2 separate regions of the Mus musculus genome follow, and region 1 is linked to region 2. The links are chromatin contacts, called in public HiChIP or PLAC-seq maps. All regions are on one chromosome and are shown on one strand. The core of a region is the stretch at or near the end of the contact, and the rest is flanking DNA. Distances in the headings are between cores, read along the strand shown.

Region 1 (7,312 bases), core at 1,912-4,411, 480 kb after region 2:
CCCCTCAACAGTGTCTCCCAATCTCTAATCGAAGTTAGGCCTAGAGTAGAAGGTGTCTAGAAAATGCCTGTAATATCCATTTCCTGCCTAAACGAAGCCAATGAAACATCAGAGGAGACAGTAGGAGGAGACTTCATACTCCTGGTTACACATCACACAAGCAATAACCTCTGTTTGTCTGTGTACATATACAACAGTTGTCAGCGAAAAGATACATCTTCGCACCACACCCTTCACCACCTCAGAGGTGGAGAATGACGTTAGCATCTTTTTATCCCAACTTGCCCGCCCAAGTATGTGTTCCCTGTTCCGAGCAACTTGCAAACCACACACACACACACACACACACACACACACACACACACACACACACTTTCAGCATTCACATGTAAGACCTATACTCTCAACACTCACAACAGAAATAGAAAGACATGGTTTTTTTTTTTTTTCTATAAAAGAACATAGCCACTGTCCATGTGCCTTGTTCCTGCTCCGTAACACATCCTTGCCACTGCAGATTCCAAACCATATAGACACACATGCTCTTTGATCACAGAGTCCTAGGATCGGCAGGCAGAGTACCCTATCCCCATGACATGAAGAGCTTGCCTCCTAACCATGCTTCTCCTGGTTTCCTAGGTTCTAACTCACTTCTTCCTAGGTTCACAGAGTTCTTTCTAGGGCCCTGGAGCTTCAAAGAGCATGAGTGAGGATCACCACACACACATTCCCTGACTCAAAAGTTTTCTGGGGCTGAGGTCTTCTCCGGAAGACTGAGTCACAACTTCTCTCCAAGAAGTGTGTGTGTGTGTGTGTGTGTGTGTGTGTGTGTGTGTGTGTGTGTGTGTGTAGAAATGTATACCACAGGGTAACTTTCTCCACTTCCGGAGAAAGCATTTAGAAGAAGGCATTGCTTCTTTCTCTGAAGAACCAATTCTACACCATTCTCCTGCAGACTCTCGGCTTCCTGCCTAGGTCTGGCAGATCATTCACAGAGGCCCCTAGGCACTGCCTTGACCTAGACCCCATGACCGGGTCAGCAGGCGTCTGCTGCGTGGCTAGAAGCTAGGCTCCTGCAAGATATTGAGCGGCTAGGGACAGGCAGAACCATGAAACCAGGGAAGATAGCTTGTGAGCTACGGTGAACAGGATTTACAATTTATGCACCGCGGCGCAGAGTATATACAGCCCAGTGAGTGAAATGCAACACGACTCTCCGAGAGCCAGTCCTGGAGGCCCAAAGTTAGAACCTAGACCTAGGCAGAGCTGAAGCCTGGGCAGAAACGGTGTCCCAGCAGTGGAAGGAACGGGAGCCTGGGGTCAAGGCGTGACTCCAGATTTAAACAGCGACCACCGCAAGAGTCGAGGCGAAGGCATTGATCGATGTTGGTGCTTAGGACTAAGCACTAGGATCTGAGCTAGGGCTGGAGTCAGATGTGGCGTTGGCACTTGGGGCTGGAGCAGATCTGAGCCCAAAATTGAAAGCAGAGCGAAGCTAGAAGGAGAGTCCCGAGCCTAGTTCAGGATCCCTCCCAGGACAGGCTACGTACGGCACAACTGGAGCTCAAGTTGGAACCAGAGCTGAGCTTACTAGAGATGGAACGGGATGGTTACCGGGATCCGAATGATCCGGGCCAGAGCCTCGGACATCAGAGCTCAACAGAACACACTGGTGCTCGGGGCCAGAAAAGACCAGAGATGGAACCAGACCCGTGGCCAGCGCCTGTCAGATCGGAGGAACCCGAGGCAGATCCCCCGCCAGAACTCAGGCTGAGACTGGCGCTCCCTTCTGTGTAAGACGTGCTGAGTAGGAGGGCCGGGCCAGTGCGCTGAGCCGCGTTGTGCACTCTGAACAGCAGGGCTCAGGAATTGGAGAGCACAGGCCACACAAGTGGCCTAGGCACGCGTGTGCAAGGCGTTCATGCTCCAGCGCTTGCTGGCGGGATGGCCGCTGCCTACCTGAAGTAGTCCATCTTGCAGTAGATCTCCTTGTTCTTGATGTAGCAGCTATTCTGCTGCCTCAGCGATGTGCGACACACGGAGCACTCGAGGCACCGCACGTGCCAGATGAGGTTGTTGACCTGGGGAGGGGGCAGAGGTGGGGGTCGGCTTGGCGCGGGCCTCTTTCACGCCCGCCCCCAGCCTCCCCAGCCTCATTTGCAGAGACAGAGAGACACTGAAGCTCAGAAGGGGCGTATGGCTTCCCTACTTTTCTTCTATAATACAGAGAGGCTCAAGGAAATTGAGATACAGCCTTGCATTCTCTTGTTGGAACCGGGGCAAAAGGAGACCTCCTGTTTGGGAACACTTGCCCAAAGCTGCGCGATCGGTTAGCGGTTGGATTGGGAGGCCGAGGAAAATGGACCTGGCAAGGTCATTGCTTCCCTACAGCTCTTGGGGCTGCAAACCACACCCGTGGGCAAGCAGGCACACCTACCCTGACTCACCTTGAGCAGATACCGGTCCAGGATCTCCAGACCGCAACTGGAGCAGATATTCTTGCCGGCAGACGGCACGGAAGAGGCAGCAGAGGGCGGCGAGCAGACAGACGGTGTGCTGGGCGTACATGGGGAGGCTCTACCTTCGTCCTTGTCCAGAGCGCCTGCCAAGGCCTCTGCGTCTGACTGAGCCTGAAATGGGAGAGAGGAACAGCGAAGCGCTTAGCCGAGTACTCAGAGTTGAATCTGGTTTCCTCGCGCACCGACTGACACCGAAATGTGCCAGGGATGTCGCGCCCTAGGCTGGAGTACAAGAATGAAAGGACCTATTGGAGAAGAAGGGACGGCCCCCAACTTTTAACACAGCGCATCCTGGGTGCAGGAAGCAGCCAAAGCTCACATTCCAGGCCAGAAAAACCAAGGCTCAACGAGAGGCGGCTCCTATCGGCAGTTTTCCAGCGCAGGGGTAGAGGTTGGTAGCCGGAAGGCTGAGCCAGAAGCCCTGGCCTGTGCTGTTGGGGGGACTCGGGGCCGAAAGCAGGACCGAAAGGACTCACCATGGCAGGCGGAGCGGTCCCTTCGAGACAGCGGGTGGTCGCTTTGCAGCCGGACCCTGGCTGGGCCATCACCTGGGGGAGGGGGAGGGAATGCAGGCGACGGCGGCTGCTGAACTGGCTCGGAGCTGTCAGAGCCCAGCGCCTCCCCTCGCCTGTTATATAAACCGGCGCTGAACAATGAGTCCTAACTTTGTAGTGGGCATTTAAAGCCCTTCCCCACAAAAGCGGTGTCTCTCTAATGAAGCAATTTGAATTTGGATTGGGTTTTTTTCCCTCTCTCTCCCCCTCTCCCTGCACTTAACCCGTGGCTCTTGAAGTAATCGCTTAGTTCCTTTGCAATCCAAGCCTCTGAGGGGGAAAAAAAACACGCGCACACACACAAACTACCTGCAATTAGAAATTGTCGTGAATGCCCAAGATAAGAGGTAGCCAGAGTGTCAATTCCAACTGTCAATCAGTGAGATCCATCAGGCCGCCCAAAGAATTGCAAATTTGATTTTTTAATGGTAGTAATTAAAAATCGAATTTTTTTCTCCCTCCGCCCCCTCCCTTCTCCTACTCTCGGTACAAAATGCAAAAAGGAGAAAAGAGAGAAAGAAAGAAAATAAAAAGGAGATGGGGGTGGTGGTGGTGGTAGTGGTGGTGGTGGTTGAGAAAATAAAACCCAGAGCGCTAGGAGCATCCGCCCGCTCGACGCGCGCCGGGAAATTGAAGCGGGGATATTGACACCGATTCAAACGCCTTTGGAGGGCCAGTTCAAGGGAAGCCCCAAGCCAAAGAGGGCGAGATCGGCGAGTGAAATGAGGCCAAAAAGAGAAAAGAGAGGCCTCTTGGAGGAGGAAAGAGAACCCTCCAGACTCTTGGAGCTCCCGGGACCGGCCCCTCATCGAGATCCTCAGCGTTGCGCCGGCACAACCTCTGGCGCATCGGCGCTATCAGCGTCTATTCAGACGGACAATACTGGCCTCGCCTCCTCTTGATTCGCCTATGTCTTTGCTAAATCGCTTTTTGAGAAATTCCTCCAACATTTGCATAATGTGTTCCCGCTTTCCGCGACCCCCCACCCCCGCCTGCCCGCTCGCACGCTCACACACTTGCAGACACACTCTCCCGGGCTCACTCAGCACCCCTCCTTCCTGCTGCCGCCCGCCACCCGACCCGGCCCGGTTGAATCCCGGCTCCCGCTGGCCCCAGGATCCCCGACGCTCACCCACTCGCCTGCTTGCTCACCTGGTCGGTGGTGGGGCCGCCCTCCGCCGGCAACCGGCAGCCCTCGGGCAGCGCCGGGGCGGCGCTCTCATGCTTCCAGTACATGGGCCCGGGAGCGGGAGGGCTCGGTGGGCGCGCAGTGCGAAGAGAGGCGCAGAGTGGGGCCTCGGGCGTCCTGGGGGCAGAGGCTGCTGGGAGAGCTGGAGAACCGAGGCTCCGGCCCCGCCGCCCCGGGCCCAGCCCCAGCTCCCCGCCCCCGGCCTGAGCGCAGTCCTGGCCTCCCTGGCTGCCAGCACCACTGCCTCTGAAGAAGGTCCCGACAAACTTGGAGAGGTCCCTGCAGCTGCTTCTGCGGCTGCCGCCTCCTCCTCCTCTTCCTCCTCCTCCTCTTCCTCCTCCTGTTCTCCCTCCTCGTTGTCCTCCTCCCCTTCCAGCTGCGGCGACGACCGCCCTGCCGCTGGAGCCCCGCTCCGTTCAAGATGAGTCATGCGTGACCAATCCCCTCCCCGCTAAGAAGAGCGAGACACTCCAAAGGAGGCAGAGACTCAGAGACATACACACACAGAGAGACACACTGAAACTAGGCGCTACAGGGAGACTCTTGGAACATGCTAACATACAAAGACACTGGCGGGGCACATATCCTCACAGCTCCTTCTGCCGCCCCTCCCTCAAGGGCACCCACTGCCGCCCTCACACAACGTTAATAGGTGCGAGAGGAATCCGTGGTCAGCCCATCTACAAGGCTGGATTCCACATGAAGCCACGTTCTGTTGATGTAGTGCTGAGCCTGGTATATTTGTGTCGCAAATGGTCACCTGCTCACACCAATCCTTCAGGTCCTAGACTTCGACACACCCCTCAAACTCCTGCAAAAATATCCCTGCTTCATGACAACCGGAGCTTGCACCAGCTTCTAAAGGCTGAACAGGGCTGGGGGCAGGGGAGCCTGTGCTAGTGAGAGTGGGAGGGTAGGTCCCTTGGTTCTTTTGGAATGAATTACTTGGGACATCCACTTCCACTTCAAGATTTACCTAATCATACTTTCTACGTACTATAGGACTCTAAGGATGATGAGAGTTAGGGAAAGGCAAAGACCCAGACATTTAGATAGCAGGCACAAGCCCCAAACAGAGAACTCTCAAACTCAAAGGTCTGACACTGACAAACACTGACATTTATAGCCTCAGCCTTCTTCCTCAAACACCAACTATGCCAGAGAAGTGTGTAAATGTGTGTCTTCTTCTAAAACACTGTGCACACTCAGACTTAGACCTAGTCCTGCATAGAGCTACCCACCCACCACACAGACCACCCCTCCCTAACTGCCCTCATTTACAGATGTAAACAGCACCCCCTCAAATCACGCTTACACTTGTACACACAGCCGTACTCAGGAGAGGCCAAGTTCCTATGGAGCTCCAAACCCTGTATAACCTCTGTTATGAGGCATCTCTTACTATGCACTGCATTCTTATAGGTGATGAGCCAGGCGCCAGGCTCAAGGGGAAGCAACACACACCTTTGCAAAGAACATCGTTCCCAGGTGTCAGTCTCTGTCTGCACAATTAGGCATGGCCAGAAGCACACATGGACAATGTCTATACACGACTGCAATACTGAAAACCCACCTCCCACTCCTTAGAGATATATATCTGCTCTTCAGGCAGACACAACCCCAGCTAATGGCATCAGCCCTTGCATTGCAGTCCTTTATTGCTCTTGGGCACACAGGTTCTGAACCAGTCTTTTATACTAAAGAGAGCAGATCCACGGTGGAGAGCAGGTGAGGTGTGTACATGCACACAAATGTACACATACACACTTCTATTCTTGGGTGCTTTAATCCCAGCCTGGCATTAGAATGCTAAGCATATTAGAGTCGTGATCTCAGTTTTCTCTGTGAGGCAGCATACCCTATTGGTACCCATGCTACCTATTTTAACCTGATGTTTAAAGAAATCATATCCGTCATAGTGCCCCATGACTAATAATGGCCTGAACCGAGAACTAAAACTGGATTCATATACTGGAGCTTATGACCTTGATTTCTGGGCTATACCCATGACCGTGACCACTCATGGTAAGCATGTGCACACACACACATAACACACACACACACACACAACACACACACAACATACACACACACACACACACACACACACACACACGCACACACACACACACATGCACACACACACACACACACACACGCACACACACACACACATTCCATAGTTTGCCAAAAGCCTGCATCTGCCTTCTGGCTCATGGGCAAATATGGAATAGCAACAATACTGTCTGGTTCTCCCTCTCCCCTGGGCTCTCCTCCCCTCTCCCCTTCTCTTCTTTTCCCTCCTCTCCTCTAAGTGGCCCGGAGAGGCCAGAGGCTAGTATGTACATAGTACATGACAAAAAAAGACAAAGCTCTTGTTGCTACTTCAAAACTTCTTAGGTAAGGGAAGACCACGTGAAATGAAATGTCAGATGAGATTTACATAGTCTGGGGACAGAAGACATTCGTCCAGGTAGAGAAATGATGGCAAAGGTCTTGGGGCTGAGCAAACAGGTGGTGCCACTGCTATGAGGAGGAGTGGGACATAGCAGTGGCAAGTCCGTGCTCCCAGAGTAGTGACAGTGACTATGTCAGTGTCCACCACTTACGTGACTGAGTTCTGCTCCATATGCACCACCCTCTCAACCCTCCTGGCAACTCCACAGAGCTGGCACAGTGCCCTTGTTTATTGAAATCTAGACTGAGTTCTGGAACTCTTAACAGAAACTTTCATCTGTATGCAGCTCCTCACCTGAATTCTGACTAAATCCTCAGAAAAATTAAGACTAGATTAAGAGACATTGAACTCTATCAGGTCTGAAGTCCAAAGAGTGAGGGCAGCTTGCCTTGGCACTGGTCTTAACACCACCCCTTATTTTAGGGGAGACAGGTACTCTATTCACGCCTTCAGCCTCAGATTTCTCACCTGTGAGGTGGGCATGACAACAGAGCCCACCTCCTATGCGCAGCCCCACCAAACTATGGAACATATGCCTCAGGATATCTGTCACATAGAAATGAGCCTAAAAATAGTAGGGGTCACTGTGGCA
Region 2 (6,882 bases), core at 2,464-4,963:
CCAGTGATTTGTCCTAGCATTCCATTGTCCTAGTATTGGCATTATTAAGCTTTTGTTTTGGTTTGTTTTTTGTTTGTTTGTTTTTTGTTTTGTTTTTCAAGACAGAGTTTCTCTGTGCAGCCCTGGCTGTCCTGGAACTCACTCTGTAGACCAGGCTGGCCTCAAACCCAGAAATCTGCCTGCCTCTGCGTCCCAAGTGCTGGGATTAAAGGCATGTGCCACTACTACCCAGCTCATTATTAAGCTTTTTGATGGTAGTTTTGGTCACATGTTCCCCTGCTGTCTCTAGCCTTCAATCTTAATGTCCTAGTAAGACCCAGGACTGTGAGGGGCTGGCTCCTCTTCAGAGCTGGCCCTGACCTGCCGCTCAGTGTGCTCCGCCTTTTAGCTCAGTTCTAAAGCCATCGTCCTTTCTTCTTTGCGGGTGGGGTGCAATTTGCTGTCGGGTTTTCTGTCCAGAAAGGAATAGATTCTTTCTGTCCATTCCTTTTAGGGCTTCCCCCAAGAGCCTGGTGGCAGTCATTCTATCAGTGGGGGCAAGTGGCAAAGAGCCTTTGGAGGCAGGTGGGAAGAGGGATGGCTGTTTTGTGATGATGAACTTGGTATTCTAGGAGTGCCTCGGGGTCTCTTCTCTCCTTCTTCTTCCTTTTACGTGTATTCATGGTGTGCATAAGTGTGTGTGTGTGTGTGTGTGTGTGTGTGTGTGTGTGTGTGTATGGACCCATGCATGCCACTGCAGGTGTGGAAGTCAGAGAATTTGCAGGAGTTGGTTCTATTGCGGGGGTGAGGGTGGGGGTGTTTCAGAGATCTAGTTTAGGTCTCTAAGCTTGGCAGCAATGGCCTTTACTCTGCGCCATCTGGTGGGTCTCTTGAGGGAGGGTGAAAAGGGTGGTGCGGCTGTGTGAGATCTGAATTGGGTGTCCTGTTTCCAGCCTGGCACTCACTGAGAGGGCTCATTTCTAGGCTCCATCCATATCTACTCCACGGAGCACCTTATGGGAGGCCTGCATTATCGGCTGGGGGAGTTGGAGACTACAGTCTTGCACTAGCACCCAGTCGATGGAGAGATGTGTGTCATCTCCTCACCCAGGAGTCCCTCTGGAAGCGGGCTAGGGTGGCAGTACAGGGCCAGAGTTTCTTTAGGTATCCAAGCTTCTGGATTGCGGGTGGGGGGCTGGGAGGCCTATCATCTACCCACCCTAGGCAGTCCCTGAGGACTTCCCTGCTGGGTGGTGGGAGTCCTCTGCCAGTTCAGGAAACAGTCCCACTAAGGAGGTGGGCAGTTTTCAGGTGCCCTTCCTCCAGTCTGGTCTCTGCCTGTGGGGGCTGTTCTCTTTAGAGGGGAGGAGACCACACGGGTCCTGCTCACAGGAGGAGTTTGAAGCTGCAGGCTCTGGAGAAGGATTGGTTCCAGATGCTCTTCTGGGATGCAGGAAGCAGTTTTTGTCTGCCTGGTGGTTCCAGGGTTGAGACCAGGAGGGTTGGCAGGCAGCCAGGTCTTTCCCTAGCCTCTGAGCTCTGGCCTGGCCACCAGTTTTTTCTCAACACCCAGCACAAATGTCCCCAGCACCCACCATGACCTGTAGAGGTGCAGGCATGGTGGCAGTTGGTAATGAGGACTCCTTTCCCAAGGCTAGGAATTTAGCTTGTGGTTCACCGGATGACTCTGAGCCGGTGGGAGATTTGTAGTGTCTCCTTGTAGCGGGGAAACTAAGGCATAGGGGACCTGAGAGACTGAGGGGAGATCAGGCTGAACCTCTAGAATCCTGCTGTGTGCATACTGGGGTTCTAAACTTTAGACCTGCTCCTCCATGGCTACCACACACGTCCTGACAGTCCTGATGGCTGCCTGTTGTGGGCTAGGTCAGAGCCTGATCTCCACAGGTCAGCATTGGTCAGCACTAGTCTGGCAGCCTCTGGACTGTAGCCCCGACCACAGGCTCAGAGGGAAGGTAAGTGGGTCAGGTGCATGGACACCAGAACTTTGCAGGTGGAGACTTCAGCTTCTAAAACTAGCAAAGATGGCAGTGGAGATTGTTCACCACCACCACCACCACCACCCCTGCCCCGCCCCCGAAATGCTAAGGTGTAGCAGGGTGACTCTGCCCACAACTGGGCCTGGAATCTGGTGACTGGGTGCAGATTATTATAGTAGTATCCCAGTAGTCCCCTGGCTGGCAACCCTGTTTCAGCTTCCTGTGGGGCTGGCCTGTGCTATGGGAAGTGGGACCAGAAGACTGAAAGGCAGCGGACCCTTCTGCAGCTAGGTTTGGAGACCTGCCCTCCCCCCTTACCCTCCAAAGTCCCAGGATGGCGCCTGGCCTCCAGCTGTGATCCAGCACCCCCATCCTCTCCACTGACCTGGAGGCCCTCCCTCCTAGACTGAGGAGCCAGGAAGGGGGCTTCCCCTGTGAGGAGAAAAACCTGGCCTGGATTGTTACCTAGGCTACCCTACCCCACTCGAGATTGCCGTAAGTTCCTCCAGTGTCTAGCCTGTCCCATTTCCCATAAGAGTTCATGCAACAACCGTTGGCCAAGACCATATGCCCTTGTACTTTTTGTGTGATCGAGGCAAGTCTCTCTCTCTCTCTCTCTCTCTCTCTCTCTCTCTCTCTCTCACACACACACACACACACACACTTGAGCACACATCTTTTAGGGCCTCAGTTTCCCCATCTGACTTGAACTGGTAGGTGGTGTGGTCTGAATGTTGCTTTGGGGAGAGGGGAGAGAAATGGAGGTTACCTAGGACCAGGAGGGTAGACCTAAGAGGAGGGGAAAAGGAGGCAGGCAGATTGCTGGCCATTTTAAGAGAAGGACAGAGATGAGAGCCAGCAGCAAGTAGGGTTGAGGGGGGGATGGGTGGTTGGCGTGAGGCTGCCAGTGATTTGATTTTTGCAAGATTTCTGTTGCTTCAAATACCAAAGAGAGATGGTTGGGTTTGTAGCTATTATGATCGGGGGAGCCATGGAAGTTTCTGGAACTGCAGAATGACTTGGAGAAAGTCTTTCAGCTTGTGGTAGTAGAGGCAGGTGGTCATTCCTTTCCCAAGCCTCAGTTTCTACTCCCACTGTAGGGTAGAGATCTTACTACCTTCAGAAACTCACTAATGCTACTAAAAATGTCAGAGGGGAGGGAAAATTCAGGCACCTCTGGTGGTTTATGTGGGGGATGGGGCAAAGTGGCTTAGCAAAGCCCTCTGGTTGCACAGGTGTGCCTTGTATTCTATGTGCGCTTGAAATGCACACAATAATTTTAATGGTATGAAAGTCATATTTTTATCAGATGGAGACTGCCTTCTGTAAAGAGTAGCTAAGTATCTTAGGCAACAGAGACAGGCAGAACTCCGACCTGACTGAGGGGTAGGTGCAAAGCTTTGTGGGGCGCTCTGGTCTGGCCATGTTTCAGTCCAGTCACCCCCTTCCTCAGACTCTAATTTCAGGTGCCTAGCCTTGGTGTGTATGCATATATACATGCACCACTGCACCTGTGGCGGGATAGGGTGCTCCAGGCACCCCAAGTTGGATATGGAGTTTAGACATGGCTGTTGGGTATATGCTGTTATTGGGGTTCTTCGGACGGGACAGGGGCACTCTCGGGCCGCGTCGCCCGGACGACTCCAGGCCAGGATTTTGCCCGCACTGACTTTCCGGGCGGGTGCCAGCCCAGCCTCCCGGTCCCGGGCCCCCGCCGAGGGGCCGGCTGCTCAGGGCGGGGCGGGGGAGGCGGCGGAGGAGGAGGAGTTGGAGCTACTTTGTAGGGCAGCCTTGGTCTTGCCTGCTGCTGCACCAGAGCGCGGGAGAGAGTGCGGGGCGCCCGCCGGGCGGTCCGGAGCGGCCGATGGGGCCCGTGTGAGCGCCCAGGCCTGGCCCGGTGCCCGGCGGGCGGCAGCATGTCCGCCGGCGGCAACGCCAGGAAGAGCACCGGGAGGCCATCCTACTACTACCGGCTGCTGCGGCGGCCCCGGCTGCAGCGACAGAGGAGCCGCTCCCGCAGCCGGACCCGGCCAGCCAGGGGTAGGCGCCACCCTGACCCCAGACCCTTAGTCCCTCGCAACCCCGCACCACCAACGGATGCTTTTGAGGCTCCTGTGTCAATGGGTGATGGCTCCTTATCTGGAGCTACCGTGACTGTCCCATCCCCATTGCCCCAGCTTCTGTAGGGTCCTTCCTCTTGGGGGAAAGCGGGGTCCCTAATGTTTCCCATTATATCAGGACCAAAGAGAAAGGGGTCGGTCTGATATGCAGTTCCTCCGTACTTCTGAGTTCCGAATCCCATTCCACTGTGCATCAGTTTACTCAGCGCGCAGGCCGTAGTAAAGTAGTCGAAGTGGATCCTGACTTGCCTCCACTGTCTGCTACTCAAGCTTAGCGTGCTTCCAGTCCTGTCTTGCTTCCTCATCTTTTGGATGGAGAGCTGAGTGGGCTTCCTGTGGGGAGAGCCAGGTTTGTAGGGGCCTGGAGCCACTCTGAGTGGTCCTTGGAAGGGTACTTCTTTCAAAATGGGGAGGGAGAAATGCAAGCCTTTCTTCGAGCCAGTAATAAGATCTTCAGCTAGAGAGGCCCTAACGTTTCATGCTGACTTGTGCTGGGCTGGTAAGTAAGTAGGGTCAGGGGCTCCACACAGAGACTCTGCCAGGCCTGGGTTGTGTAAGGCCATAATGCTTCGGTGGCTTAGGCCCACTGAAGGTGTCTGTGATGCAGAAGCTGCCTTAGTTTACATCCTAAGGTTATCTGGGGCATGGGAAGCCTGGCCCCGGCCCAGCCTCACCACAGGCAGAATGTGCCAAGCCTGCCTGGAGAGGTGTGAGAGTGGCCCCTTGTTTATTTTTTAGGTTTGGGTCAGTGAAGCAGGCAGGCTTTAGTTTACTTCCCCCCAGAATGGAGAAGACGTTCCGGCCCCAGCGGTAGAGCCAAGTAACAATGTACAGGGTTTATTTAGGAAGTACTGAGTTCCCTGTGCACAGAGTTCAAGTTTAAGCTGTCTGACTCTGCCCACAGGTTTGTAAACTTAGTTTGAGGATTCCCCAAAGCATGTGATATCCCGGCCTTTGCTGAAGTGGCCTCTGGCTAGTTCCTGTGCCTAGTCTAGGCAACCAGAGACCCAGGTTCAAGCATGAATCGCCTCATTTCCTGAGCCTTTGTTTTTCTCAGCTGTAAGAATCTGCCATTGTGACAGATTCTTGGTGTGAGGATGGGTTTGGGATGAAGGTTCAGGGGTTTGGCCCCCCAGGGCCTTTCCTGCCCTTCCTGTGCTCTGGTGCCTGGCATGATGGTGCCCTCTTCTGTGCCCACTGTAGAGGCTCCAGAGGAGCAGAGCTCTGCCTCCTTGTCAGCTAATGAATGAGGCCAGCAGCGATCGATGTTCAATGGATCAGACTCGTCTGAGCTTGGCTCCCAGCTGCGTCCAGCTCTGTGCTAGCTTGGAAGGAACTCACGGTTTGCTGAAAGTCAGGGGTTAGACCAGCCCTGATGGGAATTCTAGTTGGGGAAATTAAGGAAGGTTTCAGAGAGGAGCTGACGTTGATTGAGAATGTGTCTGCTAAGCTGCTGGGATTTGCTTTGCTGGGAGTGACCTACTCGGCCCTAGGTCCAAGTCCTACTTCGAGAAAACTGTCTTTCTGCCAGCTGTCTCTCTGAGCTTCAGAAATAGTGGCAGTGGCAACAGGGTCCTGCCTGGGAAGCTAGAAGCCTGTGCCCGCAGCTCAGACAAGTTAGGTGTGAACTGTTGTCCTTTACCCGGCAGGCAGGAAGGGACAGCCTGTACGTATGCCAGAGAAGGAAAAGGAAAAAGCCCTTGGTGTAGTTCATCCTGTATGGGAGCAGAGGACAGCAGTCCTGTAGAGCGAGTTCATCCTGCATGGAGGACAGAGACAGCAGTGTGGACCTGAGAAGGGGCCTTCAGTCGTGACCAGTTGTGGGTGTGGGCAGAGTTGCGGGTCAGCGTGCAGGGGGCCAGGGGCTCCTTGTCCTTCTTCCACTGACCCAGGGGCAGGTTGGATCAGGGTGTGCCTCCTTTTAGGAAGCCACCCTGAAGTATTGAACCATTCCCTTCTGATCTTGGTGTTAGTTTTGGCATGGCTAGGGGTTGGTCCCCTAATGGAAGCCTTACCTACAGGGCTGGTGGCAGCCCCCCAGCTCCATCTGTGCCCCACCTCATTTTTGTCCTCAGCAAGGAGGGGAAAGGAACATAGGCTCTGAGTTCAGAAACAGGAGAGTGCCCGGAGGAGTTGGTAGCTGGTTGTGGAGACCCACAGATGGCCAGGCAAAGGTGTTAGTTAGCTAAGCTACCGCCTCCTACTGGGGGAGGGCTCACTGCCCTCGAGAGCATCATGTTGTTCTTGGCAAGGCTGTGAGGGACAGACAGTGTCTCCAGCATCCCAGGGTTATGCACTGTGCGCCACTGAGAAGGGTCTTCTCTTCTTGGCTTTGGTATCCTTATCTGAAGGTTGGATGGGGTGGGCCTTGCAGTTGTGTGGAAGCAGTGAGGGATGGAGACATCTAAGAGTCATACTGTGCTGTGTGGTTCTGAGCCTGGCTTGTGGATTTGGGTGGCTTATCTACTTGTCAGTGTACCTCACTTCCCCATTTACTGGTATCAGGAGAAAGAGCAGCTTCCTTAGAGAAATAGAGCACTCCTCTCACCTAGGTAAGCCTGTCCTGTCATTCAGAATATCCAAGCCTCGTCACAGGGCATATGGAGCTGAGTGGTGCTTGTTCCAGACTTAACAGGAGTGAGTCCTGCTTGCTGGAGAGACCTGCTCATCGAGGGCCCTGGAACCCAGGGCTCTTTTTCCGGACAGTACAGTGGTTAGTGCTTGAGAAGGCTAGTCCTCGGTCTACTTTGTATGAACTGGTTGGTAACATTGGGTCCATTCCAGGC

What was found. HiChIP or PLAC-seq counts read pairs in DNA pulled down with a chosen protein or histone mark.
Region 1: a contact with region 2 is called in an H3K27ac HiChIP or PLAC-seq map of embryonic stem cells, with 3 times the contacts expected there. The contact joins the promoter of Lhx6 here to the promoter of Dab2ip in region 2. A contact is called at or near these places in 1 of 39 promoter capture datasets (embryonic stem cells), 1 of 115 datasets of contacts at active chromatin or transcription factors (embryonic stem cells) and 2 of 9 other capture datasets (adipose tissue and macrophages).

Annotation. Positions count from the first base shown.
Region 1 is chr2:36,100,899-36,108,210 of GRCm38.p6, forward strand. It overlaps Lhx6 (LIM homeobox protein 6), which reads right to left and starts at 3,162. Exons shown (of 9, transcript NM_001083126.1): 1 at 2,996-3,162; 2 at 2,448-2,630; 3 at 1,960-2,081. The coding sequence starts at 3,064.
Region 2 is chr2:35,618,268-35,625,149 of GRCm38.p6, forward strand. It overlaps Dab2ip (disabled 2 interacting protein), which reads left to right and starts at 3,714. Exons shown (of 16, transcript NM_001114124.2): 1 at 3,714-4,016. The coding sequence starts at 3,893.